2 separate regions of the Hordeum vulgare genome follow, and region 1 is linked to region 2. Evidence: chromatin contacts called from public Hi-C data. All regions are on one chromosome and are shown on one strand. The core of a region is the stretch at or near the end of the contact, and the rest is flanking DNA. Distances in the headings are between cores, read along the strand shown. Region 1 holds the start of LOC123402947 (tubby-like F-box protein 5). Region 2 holds the start of LOC123402290 (pheophytinase, chloroplastic).

Evidence for each region. A called contact is a pair of places that touch in the nucleus more often than the background predicts.
Region 1: a contact with region 2 is called in a Hi-C map of seedling, with 3 times the contacts expected there. The contact joins the promoter of LOC123402947 here to the promoter of LOC123402290 in region 2. A contact is called at or near these places in 3 of 6 Hi-C or Micro-C datasets (leaf and seedling) and 1 of 1 datasets of contacts at active chromatin or transcription factors (embryo).

What each region holds. Positions count from the first base shown.
Region 1 is chr6H:463,922,149-463,926,631 of MorexV3_pseudomolecules_assembly, reverse strand. LOC123402947 (tubby-like F-box protein 5) reads right to left here and starts at 2,979. Exons shown (of 4, transcript XM_045096916.1): 1 at 1,913-2,979; 2 at 1,726-1,813; 3 at 746-878; 4 at 1-665. The coding sequence starts at 2,299.
Region 2 is chr6H:463,658,751-463,663,359 of MorexV3_pseudomolecules_assembly, reverse strand. It overlaps LOC123402290 (pheophytinase, chloroplastic), which reads left to right and starts at 1,583. Exons shown (of 6, transcript XM_045096191.1): 1 at 1,583-1,830; 2 at 1,926-2,042; 3 at 2,125-2,263; 4 at 2,408-2,578; 5 at 2,686-2,941; 6 at 3,030-3,642. The coding sequence starts at 1,752. The coding sequence ends at 3,416.

The DNA.
Region 1 (4,483 bases), core at 1,730-4,229, 260 kb before region 2:
CCGGTTTGGTGTCGAAGCTAGTCAGGCAGATCGCAAAGGCCTGGAACGCCGACAACGGGTACCTATAATCCATTGTGAATATGTCCTTCCCGATCTTCCCGAACTGGAGGATCACCTTCTCTTGCTCCGCCGCGGGGACACCAAGGGAGGGGTCGACCGAGGCGACGAGCTGGAAGTTCTTGACCGATGCTACGGTGACACGCCCTCGGAAGTTGAGGCACCAGCACTGCAGCTGCTCATGCCAGCGGGGAGCTTTATTCTTCAGAAGCAGAGGTGCTTCGCTAGTAGAGATCGGTCCTGATAAATCAGCTGTGAGGCTTGTTGAGGAGAATTCGATGTTCGGTTCCTTTCCTTTACTACTGGTTGATAAGGTGGACACTTGTTCGTCGAGTGAGTGTACCATGCCAGTAGGGGTCGGGGCCTTGCCGCCTTCCTGAATGCACACGGCTGGTATTGAGTGCATGGTGCACTGCATTCTCCTTGGTCCTCGGTTGCGCAGGACAGTGAGCTCATATGAGACGGTAGCAACATTGTAATTGCCTAGCGGCAGTCTTGGTGACACTTGCTTCGAGTGCCTTTTGCTTGGCTTGTTGTTAGGCAGCACCGCAGCATCACAAGGAGGTTGGCTATCGAATATTGTGAACTTTGTGCCAAGGAAGTTTGGTCTGATTCAGGAGAAGATCGTGTGGTTAAAAACGCAAAGTAAAGTAAGCATATAACTGAGCCAACAAAATAATAAGCTTACTTCAGTTTGCCAACGTAGGTGCTGCTCGAATGAGAAAAATCATCAGAGATAAGCGATATCACAAAAGAAGTCCTAGCTGCACGTCTGATCTTGCGGGCTGCAAGCAAAAGCTTGTCATTTTCCCCATGCAGAGCTGCATTACATACAGAACAGTAGTCAGTGACATTGTTGGGCATATTTGAGCTTTGGTAGATTTTTGTGTCTGTCTAAATCTCTGCAAATGAATTGATCTTAAAATAGGATGTGGTGCAAGCTATCTTTCTAAATGCACCCTGCTCCACTGCCTACCAAGTCTGATGTGGACTGATCCTAAAAAAGGTTTGCTGTGGACTGCACATATGATGTCTAGCTTATTCTGGTCAAAATTAATGCACCGCATGAACGGTTGAGTTCAGCTTCTAGTCCTGCTACACTTGCTAAGCAATGAGTGACCCAGGTCCAATTTGATGCATCAAGGAAGGAGTTTTACTATATGTATACCCTCACTTAACTAATTACAGTGTCCACAATAATGTTAACCAGTTACAGTTAGCCCCCTTCACAATTTGGAGTTCAGGACTAGCAATCAATAAAGCTCTTGCAGTAGTGGGGAAACCCTTAGATTGATTGTTATTCATTATTCTGAGGATTCTTTTCAAAGGAACGTAGTAGTACAAACTCGAACAGAGAGGCATGATACACAAACCGTCCATGAGAGCACTCTAATATGAATCTCGCATGTAAAGGGGGAATTTTATGATACAAACAACTGGGCATTACCTGATACAGATTCCACTGAATGGAATAAATCATGCATCAAATCGCCTTGCATAGGTCAGCCATACTAACTCACAAGGAAACCGCTTATTCTGCGATTGCATTCTTGCGTGTGGTGCCAGAACATAAAAGTATGACTGAAGCAATACATCTTGATGCAATGGTACCAGAACAAGAAGGAACGATAAACCATGTGATGAAGCAACCAGACAAGATTGACTTACATGGGCTGAGCCCCAGGTAGAGGAGATAGGTGGACGTCGCCCTGTCCCTCCTCACAAAGCACTGCACGGGACAATCACGAGGCCCCGGCTGCGCCAAACCACCAAGGTTAAGCATCCAGACTCACACATTTGATGAGCAAACAGATCATGGCGGAAGAAGGCATTGATGTGGGGGGACTGGAGATACCTGCTTTAGGGAGATGGGGAAGGTGATCCTGCTGCACTCCTCGAGGGTCTTCACCACATCCTTGGTGACCTCGCGCCACGTCCGGCAGACGGCTGCGCAGGCCACGACATAGCGCCGCGCCGGCCAGGCCACCTCGCTGGACTCCACCCTCTGTATCACGTCGATCAGCAGCTCCGGCGGCAGGTTCGCCCACTGCCCCTGCTGCTGCGGCTCCTGGCCTGGCCGCTGTGGCTGCGGCTGCGGCTCCGGCCACAGGCTGGGCCAGGAATGCCGCGACCCCCCGCGGCCGTGGCCGGCGCGCCCGTCGGAGACGCCGCCGCGCCTGGACATGCTCCCGATGCCGTCCCTCATCTCCTTGAGCTCCCGCACGATGCTCTTCAAAGACATTGCAACTTATGACCAGCTGCTGTCGCTCTCGCGGAAAGAGCCCCCCTTTACAGCTCCATGGCAAGATCCGCCATTGCGGGTGAATCTACTCCAAAAATGGCAGGAGACAGCTCATAAAGTAGTCGCCGCCACCACCGCGTCCAACCCAACCAAAATAATGGACATTTCGAGAAAGATCTGAAGCGCGGGGCTCCGGAGACAGCTAAAGAAGCTGGAATTTCCGGGCGAATTTGAGGTGGGCGGCGAGGGCGAGGACCCGGCGCTTCCTCGCCCGGCAGTCCGGATCTGGGGAGGAGGCAATGCAGCGAGGAGGGCCCGGAGAAACCGAGGGTTCACGCTCGGGTGGCCTCGAGATCCAAAGCTTCCCCGCTTCCGCGGCTCAGGAAATCAAAAGAATCGGCTCAAGAACGGATCGAGAACCCTCCCTCCGTTTCCCTCATTCCCGCCTCCGTTGGATCCCCAAGAGCTCCTTCCTTCCCCCCCCCCCCCCCCCAAAGAGCTCAAGATTAGGGAGCGCCCCCTCGCCTGCCTTCCTCCTCCGAGCTCAGGATTTCTCCACGGAGCCTCTCCCTCTTTCCCTCCGCTCTCGCCCTCTCTCTCTCTCTCTCTCTCTCTCCGCTCGCTGCAGCTCCTGTGAACCCTGTGTGTGTAGTTTGGGCGTGGGTTTGTATTAGGGAGAGGATAATAAAAGGGGCCGCGGAGAAATAAAAAATGAACGGAGGCGGGTTTTTTAAGGAGGGTGGGGACGGCTTTTTTGTGGGGTGCTCCTTTTTTCCTCTCTCGTTGAGTTTTCACCTTTCGAGGTGTGCAGGTACTGCTACTACTACTCGCGCCTCGCGGCTCCCCAAAACTCACAGCTGCCCAACGGGAATCCTATGCATCAACATGGAGTGTACGCCGCTGTGGGACTCACGCTTTGGTCTTGAGGTTGGGCTGCTCTGGTGAGGTGAGGTGAGGTGAGGTGGTTGCAGAGCAAGTTACATGGTTAAAAGCATCTTAAAAGGCACTTTTGTGTTACGAAGACTTTCTCTCTGCATACAATGAACGGTTGATGGAACGAAAAGGTGGTGTCTTGGGGTTTAGGCTGGCCATAGTGGGGTATCATAGCTAGTAACATAGTCTTGGGATTAGCAAACATGGTAACGTGGCAAGTAATTAAAGAAGAGAGAGAGGATTATAGTAACATAGGTAGATACCGTAACATGTTAAATGCTATGCTACTATGTGTCATGCATGTCAATAAATGAGATCACCTATGATACGTACTACTTTATGATACTATGCACTATGAAGGTACTATCATACAATAGTAACATATGCATGATAGTACTATATGTTAATCTCCACTATGAGCAGCCTTAGGGGGATCGTAGCTCCAATCTAGCAAATTGTCAAAATGACTCGCTCCAACGTCTCTTTATGTAGGTGAAGGAAATGTCAAGGTCTATTTTAAGGTTCATAGCTTCAACCCCTGAAAAAATCGATGTGTCACTTTGACATCTACTCCCTCCGTCCCATAATATAAGAACATTTTTACTACGCTCTTATATTATGGGGCGGAGGGAGTATGTATGCACCCTGTATTTGAAAGGAGAGCGGAAAATCCTCGGCACAAAAGACAAAGGGCAATGGAAAGAGATCAAAACTGCCAAAAAGAAATTACCATTGGAAATTAGTCTCTCTTTAAACTCCAGTGTTGTGGGCCCTTGAGTCCACCGAAACTACTCTTCTCAATCGCATGTGCGGCATGCAATTCAATAGCGAATATCCCCCTGTTTTCTGATTGGTGAGCGAGCATAACGGAAAGATCACATTGATTTTCGCTTTGTTCTTACTCTGTGATTTTCTGCATGCATTTATTGTGCTTTGATTTTGTAGTGTCGTGTTATGGGGGTAGTTTGGACACACCACGACTTCTTTTGCTTATGGTGGTGTTCTTTCATGAAAGAGGAAAAGAGACATACACGCCTTTATTAGGATATATATTTTTTCTTAATGGGGATGGAAGTGGTATGACATTATTGTTTTGATTTTCCTTCACTGAGTAGTACTTTACATAAATACATCCGTATGCTTGAAATTAGGTCGCTTTGGTACCAACTAAAGACCAAAAAGAGATGCTACACATGTGTGTCCATGTGGTTTTGTTGTTATGTAATCTTAGGGTATGTTTGATTTATGCAC
Region 2 (4,609 bases), core at 334-2,833:
ACCTTTAGAAGGTGTATTGATGAAAGGCTCCTCCCTTTATGGTAGGACCTGGTCAGTATTGTCCAGTCCATCTCTCTTAATAATGAAGAGGATGCCATTTTTTGGAAATTAGAATCAAATAGAATATATTATGTCACGTCTAGTATGCCTTTGTGAATTTTAGAGGTATTCAACCTGTTCATACTTCTGTTGTAAAGTACCACCTAGAATTCATATATTTTTGTGATTGTTATCTCATAACAAGCTCCTGACTAGGAGTAACTCGAGCAAGAGACAACAATTAGGTGAGTCTCATGTTTATTTTGTTGTGAGAATGAATCGTGTAACCACTTTTTTTAGTGTACAATTGCTTCTGAGATTGGGAACATTATTGCTCCATCACTAGTCTTAGGACCCATGCTATTTATGAAAAGGTGGATCACATGTAGATGATCAATAAAAGGAACCTCCCAACAACTTGATTCATGGTGCTATTCTCTGGGCTATCTAAAGGTGCAGAAATGATATATGTTTTAATAATAAGATTTGGCTTGGATTGCAGATGATATTGAGGGGCATAGCCTTGACCTGCTTCCAGTGGAAGATTATGTGCTCCGGAGAGGCAAGAGAGCGCGTTGAAATGATCATACCCTCTTTGTGGGATGCTGGTAGAAAATCTACCCTATTGATTTGGCGAGAGCGAGGTTGAAGCAGAAAGAGAAGTGGATGAGGTACATTGGGGCTCTGTCCGTGAACTTGGAAGATGCGGGAGCAAGGGTGGTGGCTACCTCGGGATGATCTCCCTTGGAGGTCTCTCTAATTGGCTCTAATATGTTATGTATTCTGGAATTGTTCGTCCTCGTCCCCCGAAGTCTTATGTGCCCCTGTTCCTAGTAGAACTTTTTTCCTTTTGTTTTTCACTTATTAGGGTTGATACTCATTCTCCCTTGTTGTTTGTCCTTTCCTTCTACAAACATGCATGTGACCCGACCTATAAGGGCATCTCGAGCCGTGCTCCCACGACGCCCTTCGAAGTACCTTTTTTAGCACCGACGGAGAAAAAGGTCCCAACCATACCCCAGAACGTCGTTTTGCGTCGGATCTAATCAAAACTAGCCCAACGACCCCAGACCGAACCCAGCCCCTCTGGCGCGCTTGGGGGGTGTCCGACGCTATTTTTACATGCATAAATCACACATGTCAGCCTCTCTCCTCTCTCCCTCTTCTTTTTTTCTGCTAGGTCCATCATGTGGATGTAGAAAAGGAATCTCTCCCCTCTCTCTCTGCATGTGTCCGGCTGGGGTGGGGACGGCTGGATTTTTTTAACCCCCAATGCAAGTAAGGGACATGATTGCGTAGACGAACAAATAGAAAGTGACACTAATCGGATGCGTCCGCGGTCATTTAGGGGGTCAAATTTGTTCATTACATGTGCTAACTTCCCTTCTCCTTTGTACTCTTACACAAGAAGCATACTGTATCTTTCCGTGTGCAAGTCCGACTATCCGGCTTCGCCATGTAGATTGCCGTGGGCCTCACGGCCGACCCGACGTCGCGTCGATGAATCCCTCCCTTTCGAACTTTTGGCTCGGGCGCTGCCACGGCTGCCCGATTGCTCGCCACCCACACACACCAACACCGGCGCAAACCTACAAGTAAAACTCTCTCCGCCTGTCCCCACGAATTACCGAGCTTCTTTTTTCAGGCGAGCCGAGGTTGCTTCTTCTCCACAAGCCTTCCTTCGGCCACGTAGTACGGCAGCTGGTACCCCGATGTCCGTCGCGTCCGCTTCCGCGGCCGCCCTCCGGTCCTCGTCCGGCCGCCGCTGCGGCGTCGGGACTGGCCTCAACGGTTGGTTCTTCTCTCTGCTTTTCACAGACATGCGTGGGTGATTCGGTCGGACTCCTCGTGAACTGATTACCCTGTGATTCTTCGGTTGTTGGCAGGAGGCAACAAGTTTCTGATGATGCAGAGGAGGGACCTATTGACCAAGGGGGTAGCGCTCTCCGTCTCCTCCTCGCTGCTCGCCTCCTCCACCTCCTCCGACGGCGCCGCTGCTCAAGGTCAGCCTCAGCTTAGCTATTTCTTCAGAGTTCAGAGTCGAGACATCGATAGATCCATGTTCTTCATCTCGTTTGCTTGCAGCATTGGAGAGGCTGCCGTTCAAGGCGGACGGGTACAGCTTCTGGACGTGGAGGGGCCGCAGGATACACTACGTGGAGCAAGGGTCCGGCCAGCCCATCGTGCTCATCCACGGCTTCGGCGCGTCGGCGTTCCATTGGAGGTCAGCCGTCGGCTCAGCTCGATCATCACCTTATCTGCTCTCCGTGGCCTGTGTGGCGGGAAACCGTTATTGGGAAATGCGAGCTGACAAGTGCTTGAACCGATTGGTTGGTGTTGTCTGAACAACTGTGAACTGGGTGATCAGGTACAACATCCCGGAGCTGGCCAAGAAGTACAAGGTGTACGCCGTGGACCTGCTGGGCTTTGGCTGGAGCGAGAAGGCGCTGGTGGAGTACGACGCCACCATCTGGATGGAGCAGGTCTCCGACTTCCTCAGGGAGGTCGTCCAGTCGCCATCCGTCGTCGTCGGCAACAGGTACCTAGAGTCCTGGACATCATTCTTCAGAGTTCAGGAACACACAGTTCTTCACAAACATCCCGCTGACACGGGTGTTGCATGGTTGGTCGCGTACTCGCGTTCAGCTTAGGTGGCTTCACGACGTTGTTCGCGGCGACGGAGGTGCCGGAGCTGGTCCGGGGCGTCGTGCTGCTCAACTCCGCCGGCCAGTTCGGAGACCCCAACGCACCACCCAAGGCTGAAGAGGCGGCGGAGGAGGAGGTGAGCGCGGTGACGAGGCTCATCGTGAAGCCGCTCAAGGAGGCGTTCCAGCGGGTCGTGCTCGGGTTCCTCTTCTGGCAGGCCAAGCAGCCGGCCAGGGTCGAGAAAGTCCTCAAAAGCGTACGCAACTCAGCCGAAAGCCACCCACAGACACCTGATCGACGGATGAACGTCTCATCCATTCTTCATTTGTTGCCAATGCGTGCAGGTGTACAAAGATCCGAGCAACGTGGACGAGTACCTGATAAGCTCGATCACGGCGCCGACGGCCGACCCGAACGCCGGCGAGGTGTACTACAGGCTCATGTCGCGGTTCATGGCGAACCAGAGCCGGTACACGCTGGACAAGCTGCTGGGGAAGCTGACGTGCCCGCTGCTGCTGCTGTGGGGGGACCTGGACCCGTGGGTCGGCCCGGCCAAGGCGGCGCGGATCCACGAGTTCTACGCCAACTCCACCGTCGTCAACCTGCAGGCCGGGCACTGCCCGCACGACGAGGCGCCGGAGCAGTTCAACGCGGCGCTGCTCCAGTGGCTCGCGTCACTGGAGGAGGAGGCCGGCGACAAGCCGGCCGAGCCCAGCCTCCAGGTCGTCTGATTCTTGTGCTTGCACCACCAACCGGACGGAACATAGCGAGGATCGTGAGGATGTATACTACAGTACTAGCTTAAATCTGAGCGTTTAGCTTGTAGCGATATTAGGGACAGAGTAAATCGAGAAGTGTAAGTACTCATTCTGTTACATTTGAAGGTTAATTTGGGGCAAACATGTAGATGAGCCGCAAGTGTGGCTTAACAACTAGAGACATGGTGTTCATACTTCATAGGGATGCAAGTTTGTAGGTTGACGCAGATTGGCAGGAATAGGTTGACGCAGATTGGCCATTCGGTAGTCCAACCAACGCACACAACGTTCATGCCTGCGAGACACAACCTAGAAAGGGTCATCGACTTGCATGAAACGTTGCACGAAATACATACAAAGAAACTTGATGGGGTTATCTTTAAAGTGAATTTTGAAAAGGCATATGATAAGGTTAAATGGTCGTTCCTTCAAAAGGCCTTACGTATGAAGGGGTTCAACGAATCCTGAAGAGACCGGGTGGGTGCTTTCATTCAGAAAGGTAGTGTTAGAATTAAAGTTAATGATGACATAGGTCATTACTTTCAAACACATAAGGGACTCAGACAGGGAGATTCCATGTCTCCTGTGTTATTCAACATAGTAGCGGATATGTTGGCAGTCCTTATTGGTCCGACTAAAGAGAATGATCAAGTAGGAGGACTTGTCCCACACCTTGTAGAGGGGGGAGTGTCCATACTACAATACGCGGATGACACAATCATATTCATGAAACACGATATCGCAAAAGCTAGGAATATGAAGCTTGTTCTTTGCCTATTTAAACAATTTTCTGGATTAAAAATTAATTTTAACAAAAGCGAATTGGTCTGCTTTGGGAGAGCAAAGGAGGAACAAGATTCTTACAAGCAACTATTCGGATGTGAAATGGGATCATTACCATTTAGTTACCTAGGGATTCCAATTCATCATAGACGTTTGACGAATAGGGAATGGAAATGTATTGAAGATAGATTCGAAAAAGACTAAGTTGCTGGAAGGGCAAGCTTATGTCTTATGGAGGTCGGCTTGTGTTGATAAACTCGGTTTTAACAAGCTTGCCGATGTTCCTTCTATCTTTCTTTGAAGTACCGGTAGGGGTACGGAAAAGACTAGACTTTTATCGATCTCGTTTCTTTTGGCAATGTGACGAGGCTAATAAGAAATAC